Regions from separate parts of the Mus musculus genome. Here regions 1 and 3 are each linked to region 2. The links are chromatin contacts, called in public Hi-C and promoter capture Hi-C maps. All regions are on one chromosome and are shown on one strand. Each heading gives the region's core, a stretch centred on a gene start, on an enhancer-like site or on the middle of the called end of the contact. The rest is flanking DNA. Distances are from core to core; before and after follow the strand shown. Region 1 holds the start of Dclre1a (DNA cross-link repair 1A). Region 2 overlaps Afap1l2 (actin filament associated protein 1-like 2). Region 3 overlaps Nhlrc2 (NHL repeat containing 2).

Evidence for each region. Promoter capture Hi-C pulls out the DNA fragments that hold promoters and counts their contacts. A called contact is a pair of places that touch in the nucleus more often than the background predicts.
Region 1: a promoter capture Hi-C map of stem cell-derived epiblast-like cells shows a contact between it and region 2, with 2.3 times the contacts expected there. The contact joins the promoter of Dclre1a here to the enhancer-like site in region 2. A contact is called at or near these places in 15 of 39 promoter capture datasets (the 3T3-L1 cell line, 3T3-L1-derived adipocytes, the C10 cell line and 11 more), 2 of 484 Hi-C or Micro-C datasets (neural progenitor cells and neural stem cells), 10 of 115 datasets of contacts at active chromatin or transcription factors (astrocytes, bone marrow-derived dendritic cells, craniofacial prominence and 7 more) and 2 of 9 other capture datasets (embryonic stem cells and pancreatic islet).
Region 3: a contact with region 2 is called in a Hi-C map of the C10 cell line, with 2.4 times the contacts expected there. The contact joins two enhancer-like sites. A contact is called at or near these places in 1 of 15 datasets of contacts at CTCF or cohesin (large pre-B cells) and 12 of 484 Hi-C or Micro-C datasets (3T3-L1-derived adipocytes, the AML12 cell line, the C10 cell line and 8 more).

Annotation. Positions count from the first base shown.
Region 1 is chr19:56,546,222-56,549,926 of GRCm38.p6, forward strand. Dclre1a (DNA cross-link repair 1A) reads right to left here and starts at 1,901. Exons shown (of 10, transcript NM_001360437.1): 1 at 1,753-1,901; 2 at 416-1,482. The coding sequence starts at 929. Nhlrc2 (NHL repeat containing 2) reads left to right here and starts at 2,040. Exons shown (of 11, transcript NM_025811.3): 1 at 2,040-2,639. The coding sequence starts at 2,462.
Region 2 is chr19:56,913,295-56,917,059 of GRCm38.p6, forward strand. Afap1l2 (actin filament associated protein 1-like 2) reads right to left here. Exons shown (of 19, transcript NM_001177797.1): 14 at 3,030-3,278; 15 at 2,768-2,948; 16 at 2,378-2,533; 17 at 1,076-1,269; 18 at 831-959; 19 at 1-114. The coding sequence ends at 88. Among named protein-coding and RNA genes, the nearest start is that of Vwa2, 41 kb to the left of the region's middle. Within about 2 kb of position 1,962, at least 28 of the 459 cell types and tissues checked have an H3K27ac peak or open chromatin away from gene starts, as enhancers often do. A contact at or near this core is called in pancreatic islet and stem cell-derived epiblast-like cells, where this site is marked.
Region 3 is chr19:56,586,129-56,589,766 of GRCm38.p6, forward strand. Nhlrc2 (NHL repeat containing 2) reads left to right here. Exons shown (of 11, transcript NM_025811.3): 6 at 2,042-2,141. Among named protein-coding and RNA genes, the nearest start is that of Nhlrc2, 40 kb to the left of the region's middle. Within about 2 kb of position 2,298, at least 172 of the 459 cell types and tissues checked have an H3K27ac peak or open chromatin away from gene starts, as enhancers often do.

The sequences.
Region 1 (3,705 bases), core at 651-3,150, 370 kb before region 2:
CTTCTAGTTCCTCTTCTGGTATATTAACATGCATGATGAATACAACATATCCATATTTAGAAACCAAATGTATTTATAATTTTTTTTTATCTAATTCTAAAGTAGGATAACAAATAGGCCTGGTTTATTCAGCTTGTAGGAACACTCATCTATAAAGTGTTAATACCACTTAACTTATATAGTCCTTATAAGAGTTAAGTAGGAGAAAGCAGAGTGAAAGAAAGGTTCAGCGACATTTGTGGAAACTGAGAAGTTGAGATGATGGCTCAGTCGACAAAGTGCCTGCTGTGTCCACAAGGACCCGGGTTCCTATTACAAACCTGTACGTAAACAAGTCAGTCATGGTTGCAAGCGCCTATAGTCCCTGGGGGGACTGAGGGGACACTGGCAGGAGCCTTGATGGGTCTTTCCTTACCTGTGTCAGAGATAGGTGGAGAATCCAAACACTCAAACACATGCCACTGGGGCGTCTGACCCAGCAATGAGGAGAAGGGCATCTGGCAGCTTGGGCAGTATCCATCATAAACAGGGCGCACCTTCGGGGTCACTTGCTTCCCTCTGCGAGTTCTATGTTGCTTTTTCGGTGTTGTCTCTTTGTTTTGAGACTGCTGACTCTCATCTCTACAGCTCGAACTCTGACTGGAACCTGCAGAAATCTGACTGTCTGTTTCTGCAAGGCACACTTTGTGGTCCTTCGTCTTGCCTGGATTTTCTGAAGTCCTTTTTTCATTTCCTTTTGACTGGTGTTTTCCATCTGTTGATTTTTCAACAGATTCTGAAATATTTTCAGAACAATTATTTGGATGTACGGGTTTGGGCTTTCTTTTAGATTTATATTCCCAGATTTCTTCTTCCCAAAACGTGTCTTCTAACATGGCCAAATGATTTTTGTGAGTACAGCACCAGTCTTTGGTGAATTCAGAGTCCATTTCTTGTAACAAGTTTTTAATAGGAAAAAAAAAGTAGCCAAAAGCCAACTAACTTGGTTGGAACTGAAAGCTTTGGTGATATTGGCACACAACCCACTTAGTACCTGTGAACACCTGCTGTTCCATTTTATACCATAATAAAATTAAGAGAACTCACTACAGGGTAACATCTATACGGTTTTCTTTACATTGTGACACTATTTCATTCAGGTTTTTTTTTAACTTCTCAGAACTTGATTTATAAAAATAAGAATCAAGAATGTCTTGAATGTCAAGCACTGACGGTAAGTACCAGGCTCAATGACTTTAACTGAAAACAGTCTCCATATAATGGTTAGAAAGCTATTCTGGCTCTCGTTCATGTGGACAAGTGTCCATTTACAAGTCCAGTCACAGTCCCTAGTCTACTTAGTGTGAGACTAGTCCATAGACTAGACCATAATCAAAGAGGTGTTGGTTACAACCGACAGCTGCCCTTATTCGTGACTCATGGGTCCAACCAGTTTCAGCTTCCTGGGTCAGTCCATTTCTTCCTCCATCCTAGGATCAAACCCTGCACAGTGAACAAAGTTCAAACATGTGAGACTGTACTCCACACCATAGGGGCTGTCTGCCCTGAAATCAATCAGCCACTTCTGCAGACCTCCAGAGAGGTCAGGTACCAGAAAATTCCTACAGGCTCCCGCTCTTTGCCTTTGGATCTGGGGTGGGGGGAAGATCAATGAAGGAGCCCTACATTATTCCCAGGTTAAATAATGCCAACATCCCAATGAGCCCTTGTGCAGCTCGCCCCGTTCCTCCCGGTAGTCCCTCGTGGGCACACCTGGCCTGGCAGCAGGGGGACCCCGCTGCAGCTGCCTCCTCTCTGCGCCAGCTCGCGGGACATTCCATTCGCGCCCGCACTTTCAGCACACCCAGAGTCACAGGACACTTTTGTTGTTGTCAACACAAAACCACCGGCCTCACTGCCTACATTAAAAAAAAAAAAAAAAAAAAAAAAAAAAAAAAAAAGAGTCTCCTCCGAGGGTTGCTTTACCTTCTTTACCTTTCGAGTCTTTCTTGGCGGGAACGCTGTCCCACTGTCACTGCCGTGCCGAATCGGCTGATCTCAGTTTAAGAGTGGGACACACAAATGGGCAGGCTTTTCTTAAGTCGGCTCTTTTAAACGTGTACATGGTTATTTGAATTTTATTTGTCTTGGAATTCCCTGCCGGGCTTCAAAGGCAATGGGTTCCCAGCTCCTCTGGAGCGCGACCCTAGCAGCCTTCCCCGTGTCGAATCTGGCGCTCTGAACGTCCAGGCTTCGCGGCGGCCCGGAACCTGGAAGGGGCGGGGTGGGCAACTCTGGAGTTTAATTACGCGCCAGGGAAGCACGGCCCTTTGGACTTTGGCGTCCGGAGGAAGGCTTATTGGAGGCGGAAGCGTGTGTGGCGCAGGGCCGGGCTGGCCAGGCCCCGCTCTGAGTCAAGAGGGCGGCGCACGCTGGTCCGACCCGCGCCCTCGGCCCCGGAGCCCTCGGGAGCTCGCGCAACATGGCGGCTCCCGGAGCGCGCGGCGCGAGCCTCTCGGGCCTGCTGCCCGCGCAGACCTCGCTCGAGTACGCCCTGCTGGACGCCGTCACCCAGCAAGAGAAGGATGAGTTGGTCTACCAGTATCTGCAGAAGGTGGACGGCTGGGAGCAGGACCTAGCGGTGCCCGAGTTTCCGGAAGGTGAGGGGCTGGCGTCGGGGTGGGGGCCGCTCCCGGGTCCTCCCCTTCCTCGGTGGCTCCCTCCCGCCAGCAGATCGGTGCCCTGCGGTCCTCCCACAGCCCCCGAGGTGCTCCAGGGGAGCAGCGACACACGGAGGGGGTTCTGCTGGGCGGGGACCAGTGTTTGCATCTCTGTCTGGAATCCTGCGTGACCTGACGTCAGTAGCCTCAAGGCTCCATGGGTGTATATTGATCACTTTTTAATGTGCCACAGACGGTTTGAAGCACTTGAGAGCTCCTACTTACCTGGTACAACCCACCGAGACCCTCTTACTAGTCTTGTTTTACAGTTAAGGAAACTGAGGCACAGGGAAGGCTAGGAAACCTGCCCGTCTAATAACCACTAGAGTTGGACTACATTCTACAGGCATAGCATCTGATGGTTTTCTAGTCCAACCGCGTTTCCACGTTCAAAGTGGTGAACCTATTGATCTTTAAAATCTGGAATCAATTTTAGCTTAGTACTCAGGTTTGAATCCTAGTAGTGGGAACTGTTGGGACATAGGGAAACGATACTCCCGGTAGTACAGTTTAAACAAAACGCTCCCTTACCTTCTTTGGTTGGGAGTGTCATTGTTTAGCCTGCCGTGTTGGCATGTGTCCTGGCGTGTGACACTGAAACCACATGCATAGTTAATTTGTTACCTGTGGTAGGGTTCAGGTATCTTCCGGAAGGATCTATCTGTTCCTCCTTCATCCCACAACAGTCTTGGATATTTCGGACCCTTTTGCACTCGCCTTGAGAGGGGCTTACCGTTCCCCTCGTTATACTGGATTTGAAATACCGTGGAATTGCAAAAGAATTGGCTGCATGGAGGTCGGTCCCATCAGAGAAACTTAAAAATGACAAACACGTATATGCAGTGTATACATATCTTCTGAAAACTTTGTAATAAAGCACGTGGTAAATACACTATTATAAGCCAGTAGGCCATCAGTTAGAATTTTGAGAAATGTTTCATTTGTATTTATAGTAAGTTTACTATATTACCATGATATTTGACCACTGTGACTGAAATCATACTCA
Region 2 (3,765 bases), core at 712-3,211:
AGTTGCTGTTTTATTGAAGACTTGTCCAGAGCAGGATTGTCACCAAGGTCCACAGTCACATAAGAGTCTTTAGGCAATTCTTGTCTCCTAACTGGCTCCTTTCTTCTCCCATTCCTACAGTACAGACACAAAGCACCCCACCCCACCCCCAAAAGAAAGTTATCCACTGTATCTACCGCCATGTATGTAGAAAAGGGTAAGAAAAATTAACGTCGCTCCAAAGCAGTTACCAACAGAGCTAGCCTCATCCCTAGGAGGAGCACAGCCGAATGCTGTGATTGATTAGTGATGTCTGCAGGGGTGAGGCAGTAGAGGCGTATGCAATTAAATGGATTTAATAGTTCATCATTGGTGAGGGTGGGGGTGTCTGACTTTTTCAGCATCTGCACAGGACAGGAACAAAGAGCAGAGCTTGTCAAAGCCAACACGTCACTCCACTCGAGTTTCTTACTGTACTGAGTTACAGATTAAAGAGCCTTCTCCTTTTGCCCTCGGGGAGAAACTATGTCATGGGGTTAGGTCCTGTTTCTACTTTATTGAGCCTTTTGTCACTGGCTTCTCTGGTTTTGATGTTAGAAACCTTTTGGGTTGGAAACATTTCAGTCACAGCCTGTCCCTGGAATCTACTCCTGAGTGGTGGGGAGGTCGTGGGTGGGGGTGCCCTCAGGCTCACTGGGAAGAACACTTGGTAAATATAAGCACTTTCCTGGTTAATCAGTGGTAAAGCCCGGGCCGGGCCACAAGTGGCATTCTGCTGAGAGCATATCTCTCACTCAGAGCTAGTGCAAAAGCCACAAGGCTTCATCTGCAGCTGAAGAGAGGCCACTCACCTTGGCTTTCTGCAGGACAGTGCCTTTGCCTGTGACCATGACGGAAAGAGGCCTGTTCTTGAGCACAGATGCAGAGTTGACTGGCGTGGAGTCTGGTGGGGGGTTGGGGGTGGCAGCTTTGGGCTGTGGCTGAGAAGGAGAACAAGGACTGGGTCAAATTACTATGTATATAAAACCCACCTCTACCACCCTGTGCCAGGAGGCCCCGTGTAGAGCTCACAGGCCCTCCAGAGCCCAGCACTCACACGAGGGCTCATGTTGTCCAGGTGCGTGGTATCCACAGTGGTGCCCAGGGTCACGGGCCCAGCCTCTGCCTTCTTCAGGTTGTCCTTCACCTCCATGATGCTGAGCTCAAGGTCCACACGCCTGCTCTCCTCCATCCGGCATTCCTCGTCTATTTTCTTCAGTGTCTGCTCCAGCTTGGCCAGGACCCCCTTATCTGTAGAGAGGATAGAGAACCATGCTGGGTAGAGGAAGGTTTCTCTGGGGTTCAAGAAACAAATTATGACGTGGTAGTCTGAGTGAGAATGACGTCCATGGGCTCCTATGTTTGAATGCTTGGTCTCCAGAAGGTGGAACTGTTTGGGAAGGATTAGGAGGTGTGGCCCCGCTGGAGAGAAGGTGTGGCCTTTCTGGAGAGAGGGTGCGTCAGTCATTCTCGGTTAGAATGCTCTCTGTGCTTTGTGGTTCTGTCTCAACTTTGAGCTCTCAGCTACCTCTCCAGTGCCTGCCTGCTGGCTGACACAATCTCCCCACCATGACTCACTATCATGGACTCAACCTCTCCAGAACTATGAGCCCCACCTTACATCCTTTCTTTTATAAATCACCTTGGTCATGGTATTTTTGTCATAAGAATGGAGAAGTCACCAGTGAAACTGCTAACTGAATATATATTAAAAACCCACTGCCCTGTGCACATTAAATGGGTTCACTGCTAGACAAATGGACTCTATCCCGACAACTGAAAAGTAGAGAGACTGTCCCTAAGGTCTTCCTTTGATTGCCATGCCATAGCTTCCCAGGAACCTGTCGGATTTGTCCCCAAACCTGTTAGGCTGGTTGTGCTCGCTAGTGCAACTCTGTGATTTAAATATCAAATGAGATCCAGGTCAAGTAATTCTGAGAGGCCTCAGAGGTCAGTTGCTAGGAAACCTCCCATGAGCCTGAGCCGGCTGAGACTGGAAAATCACCTGGAAGCTCTCCTCTCCGACTTTGTGCACCTAAGACCAGAGCCTGGAAATTAAGAAGTGCACTGCAGGCGTGGTTAGCATAGAGGTGCCTTGGCAGACCAGTCAGCTGACCCAGATCGTCAACCTGAGAACAACCTAAGTACCTGCTGGTGCTGTTGACCCTGTTTCATGGATCCAGGCAGAGACAGCCTCAGACAGGACCAGAAGAAGAGGGTCATTTCTGAGTGAGGGTGAGGGGACTCAGGCCAAAGGATCCAGAGGTAGATGACAAATCCAGGTTCATTCCCTCTCAAAGCCCGTGTGTGTTGAGTGAGACAAAGTTCCACCCTGGCCCTCCATGCAGAGGCCCCCTACCTGTGCATCTCAACAGGGTCTCTTTGAGCTCCCGCTTCTCTCTGCGGAGCTGAGCCAGGTGCCCTCGGATCTCCTCCTTGCTCCTCTCCAGCCTCTCCTTCTCCTCCGTGTACCGCTTTACTTCCGCCTCTGTCCGATTCTTCCCAAGTTTGATCTCTACAGACCAGAGAAGGAACCGGCTTGTGTCAGCAGGGATGGGTGAGGCATGGGGAACACCCATGCTGGATGCCAGCCCTACAGTGATGGGGTGGGATGTGTCCCTCACTTTTGTTGTTGGGGTGGTCCAGGGCAGGTTCCCTCACCTCTGTGAACCCATCCTCTCGTGTGAAAGAAGAGGATCGGGCTGACTCGCTATGTCTAAAGCGCTAAGCCTGGATCTAGTCCATATACCTGCACTGGTCACTCTCAGCTTCTCCTTCACAGGTGGGCTGGCAGCGATGGGGGCAGAAGCCATGGTGTCTGGGCAGTTGGCTGGGAAGGAGATTCTCTGCTGCTCGGCCTGTAGCTTAACCATGGTGATTCGCGGGGTGGGCTCGATAGGCTCTGAAGACTCTTGAACCTCTGGTTGCCTCTGCCAAGACAGATCATACACTGCTCTATGACTGCAGGGCTTGGTGAGGTGGCTGGGTACGGTTGCTGGGATGGCTTGTACCTGCTGCACCTCTGGGTCTCCTGGAGACTCTGTGTGGGGCTCCTCTGGGGTGGTGCCTGGCTTTGGGTCTACTGTGAGGGTCTCAGCTACATCGTCCTGATGTGGCACTGCTGGGAGAGAGGCCTGCGCCTGAGCCTCACTGCTACTGTGCAGGAAGGACTTGACCGGTGTGAGATCCAGGTAGACTCTGTCTGGCTCACTACCACTGTTAGCATCGACAGCAGGGGCGGCTTCCTCGGCAGGCTCCACCTACAGGAAAAAGCCAGGGGTGTTTACTACCTCATTCCCTTGGCTGTAAGGGACCCAGCCTCAGGATTGCCTGTCCCCTCTCATGCTGCAGTTTCTGTGTTGCTTCCTCCCTTCCTACGGAACCCTCTGTGGGGTCCTGGATGGGATGTCAGAGCCCAGAGTCAGAAGGCTCAGAACACAGCATTCTGTGTAAAGAAGGAAGTGACAGGGGGGTCAGGATTGAGGGAGATACAACTACTTCGTTCCAGAACCAGGACCCTGCCACCAGCATGCTCGGCCCGCCTCAGCTACCAACGTAGGCTTTGAAGGCTAATGTGCCAATGCTCCTACCTCACGCTACCCACCATCTATTCTCCACACCCAGCACCGATCAGAGCAAATAACCAAGTATTGTTTACTAGATAGGTCTCCAGTTAGGTGAGTCTCATGCACACAACCCTATGCACAAAGGGTGGCCCAGTAGGTGACTGGGAACTGCTGGTCTTGG
Region 3 (3,638 bases), core at 1,048-3,547, 330 kb before region 2:
TCATGGCTGACATTTGAGTACTGCTGCCTGTAAGCAGTTCTCATCTGAATGTCATTATATCTGAAATAATGGAATATTTTATTAGCTTAGATGACATAGTCATTTTAGCAGTCCCAGAGAGTAGCCCTAGAATAACTGATGAAGTGATGTGTGTTAAAAATTAATTGTGCAGGCCTTTTGATCTCCTTTTAAAGTGATAAAGCAGAGACTGAGTCCCCAGAACATGGGCAGCAGAATCCCCGTTGGTAGCACTTACATCTGCAGGCACGGTTGTGTGAAGGAAGCACACTGAGGTACTTCCTGCTGCAGAGCAGTTGAGAACAGAGAGCGGATCAGCACACCATGACTGAGGCGTTGTTGCTCTCAGCCTGGCTTGGGCCCAGAGTTCAGTTCCTTCCTTTGCTGGCTAGTTGACCTGGCATGCTAGCTTCCCTGTGCTTGGGCACTCATCTGGAGTGGGACTTGCTAACAGTACCTATCTCAGGGGCCTTTCCAAAGTCGGGAATGGGTTTTGGAAAGCGCTCAGAGATATAGTATCCTTGATAACTTGAGAACCGTCATCATTGTACGTTGTTTCTGTTGTTACTAAATTAAAAGACATCTGAAACTTATTACTAATTAGGAACGAATACCCTTCTCATCACAAAATACTTGAAATTTAAAAAATTACAAATAAAATAATTCTGTAAGATAATGTCTTACCAGACTACTTTAGTTAAAGCGTCTCAGTTACTTCAGAGTGCCTCCTAATTAAATATGTTAACAGAATAAATCTGAGGAGCAGAGCTTTTCCCCTTATAATAAGTGTGACATCATTCAGATTTAGACAAAAATAAGATGGTAAAATTCATGGTAGTAAACAGCATATTATAATATACTGTACCCTTGGTCTGCTAAACTCCTTGAAGGATTTTAAACCAGGCCCGAGAGGTGGCTCATTTGCTGAAGGGCTTGCCGTGCAGCATGAGGATCTGAACTCAGTCTTGAGCACCCACATAAAAAGCTCGGCCTGCCTCAGAGCCCTGGGGGCTGAGATGGAGGATCCTTGGACTTTCCCAGTAGCCAGCCAGTCCAGCCAGATCAGTGAACTCTAGGTACACAGAGAACCTGTCTAGTAAGTACATAAAGCAGAGCCTGACTGAAGGAGACACAACATTGACCTCCAGCCTCCACACACACATGTGCACACTCCTACAGACACAACCCCGTAAGTATTAGAGGCTACTAGATAGTGCATTTGCAAATGACTGATCTACTTTGTGTCTGAATATCAAATCCCATGCCTTTGGTAATAAAAAGACACATTCCTTTAGCTTCTTTTTATTGTTATTTTGTTTTAACACAGGGTCTCTACTTTGTAACCCAGGCTGGCCTGGAACTTGCTATGTAGTCTAACAGGCTTCCAACTTGGGCTTCTCCTGCCTCTGCCTCTGCCTCTCTGCCTCTCTCTGCCTCTCTCTGCCTCTCTGCCCCTCTGCCCCTCTGCCCCTCTGCCCCTCTGCCCCTCTGCCTCTGCAGTACAGGAATGGGCCACCACACTCCTCTGAAATCTGCCTCTTAGCCTCTGGGACTACAGGAGTATGCTTCCACACTGCTCTTAAAAGCATCACTTCTTTTGTGGAAATTGCCAGAGTTTTCTTAGAGAATATCAGCCCATTTTTGTGTCACATAAAAAATGTTTTAATCGGTGTTTAAAAACATTGTTTCCAGAGATGCAGATTGACATACTGCTATTAAGAATGTGTGGATTTGGTTTAAGGAAATGGAAATGCTAATTGATTTAATTTTGTCATTGCACATTGTAAACATGTATTGAATTATCACCCTGTACTGCATTTAATTAAAAAAAATATGACAGCTTTGGGTTCTCATGAAACTGTTGCAGGTGAGGTGGAAGGTTTCTAGTAACACATCTTCCCTGAGGAACCGTGTTCTGAAACAGCTGATTTATAAAAACTAGTATCATCTATGGATTTCAATTCCTAAAAAGTATCATAGTAACCAGATATGTATATAATACATGCTACTTATTTTCATAAAGGTTCAGAGGTCCAAAGAAATGACATCCTGTGGATAGCCATGGCAGGGACTCATCAGATATGGGCACTCCTCCTAGACTCTGGCACACTGCCAAAGAAAAGGTAAGTGGCTGTGTCCTGGGACAGCCGTCCTCCTTAGTCCCCAGCTTCCCTGCCCAGGTCACCGTGCCAGGGTGCGCACACTCAGCCACATGGCCCAACAGGCTTCTTGCTCTCTCGAGTGGCTTCACTGGGGAGCATTGGTCTGCTCCCCAGGCCGAGGAGGCAGCTGCTGTCAGGAGCTCTGCCAGCCCTTCTGGCAGAGATAGAGAGGAGGAGGTGGTGAGTCACTAGCTGGTTCTCAAAGCTGCTGCTCAGAGGTGACATAACGTCACTTCCACTTGTATTTCATCAGCCTTAGTTAAGCCTGTGGCTGCATCTAATTTCTAAGAGCCTGGGAGGAGCCATTCTTCTGAGTGCCTAGAGAGAGAACCAGAAATGTTAGGTGGGGCTTTAATCCTTCACAACATAAACACAGTTCCTGTGTCTGCAGTCACTCCTTCAGGTGCTTCAGAGTGCTGCATGGCAGTCCTAGCTCTCCTTACTGTGGAAGCACAGGAGAGTGAGTGAGCCCCTTTACCTCTGTCATTTTCCATCATTGTATGTGTTTGTGTCACCTAGGGGATTGCTGTGTGAAGAGTTAGGATAGCATTGGCACCAGGCGGGCACGTGAGTGTGGGGAGCAGTACTTCTCCTGACTCCCCCTCCTCCCTCAGCCTCAGGCGGGGCTGGCTGCACTCCCCTTTGCTCCTCTCTTCTCTGTCTCTTGGCTCATGCCTGATTATAACTGTTTCTTCCTACTAGACTACCTCTTAAAGAAATGAGCCTGGTTCCATTTACTCAGTGTACTCGGCCCTGTGCTGTATCTGTTAGATAACAGCCCAGTAAGAGCCTATATGTAGAATAAGTAAGTGACTGAAAGTCTGTCCTGTGCCTGCGGAAGGCACTGAGCCAGGCCACTGGAGCTGCACACTGGCTTGCCCATTTGCGGTCTCACAAACCTAGGACCACTTGTTCAGGGTGGTACCACCCAAAGTGGGCGGGGCCCTTTCATGTCAATCATCAGTGACCACAAGTTTGTCCACAGGTCAGTCTGATGGACACATTCTCTGTTGACGTTCCCTCTTCTCAGACGACTCCAGTTTGTGTCAAGTTGACCAAAAGCTGACCAGAACACAGTCACAGACCACAAAGTTGTTATGTAGTAATAGGAAGTAGGTACAAGCTTACAAGCTATCACAATTATCTTTGGTTGCTTTTAGCTTTTTATGCAGTATTTCTCTGTGTAGCTCTGGCTATCCTAGAATTCACTCTGTACTCTAGACTAGCGTCAAGCTCAGATCCACCTGCCTCTACCTCCTGAGTGCTGAAATTAAAAGTGTGCACCATCACCGCCCAGCCCACTACACTCATCTTTATTTGTAGAAAGGGACAGCTGTCTAGCAAGTTCAAGACCTCCGGTGTCCAGGCACAGGTGTGGAACGCAGCTGTGTAGTGGTTTATGACAGTCACGCATCTGAAACAGCAGTTCTCAATCTGTGGGCTGTGATCCCTTTGAGA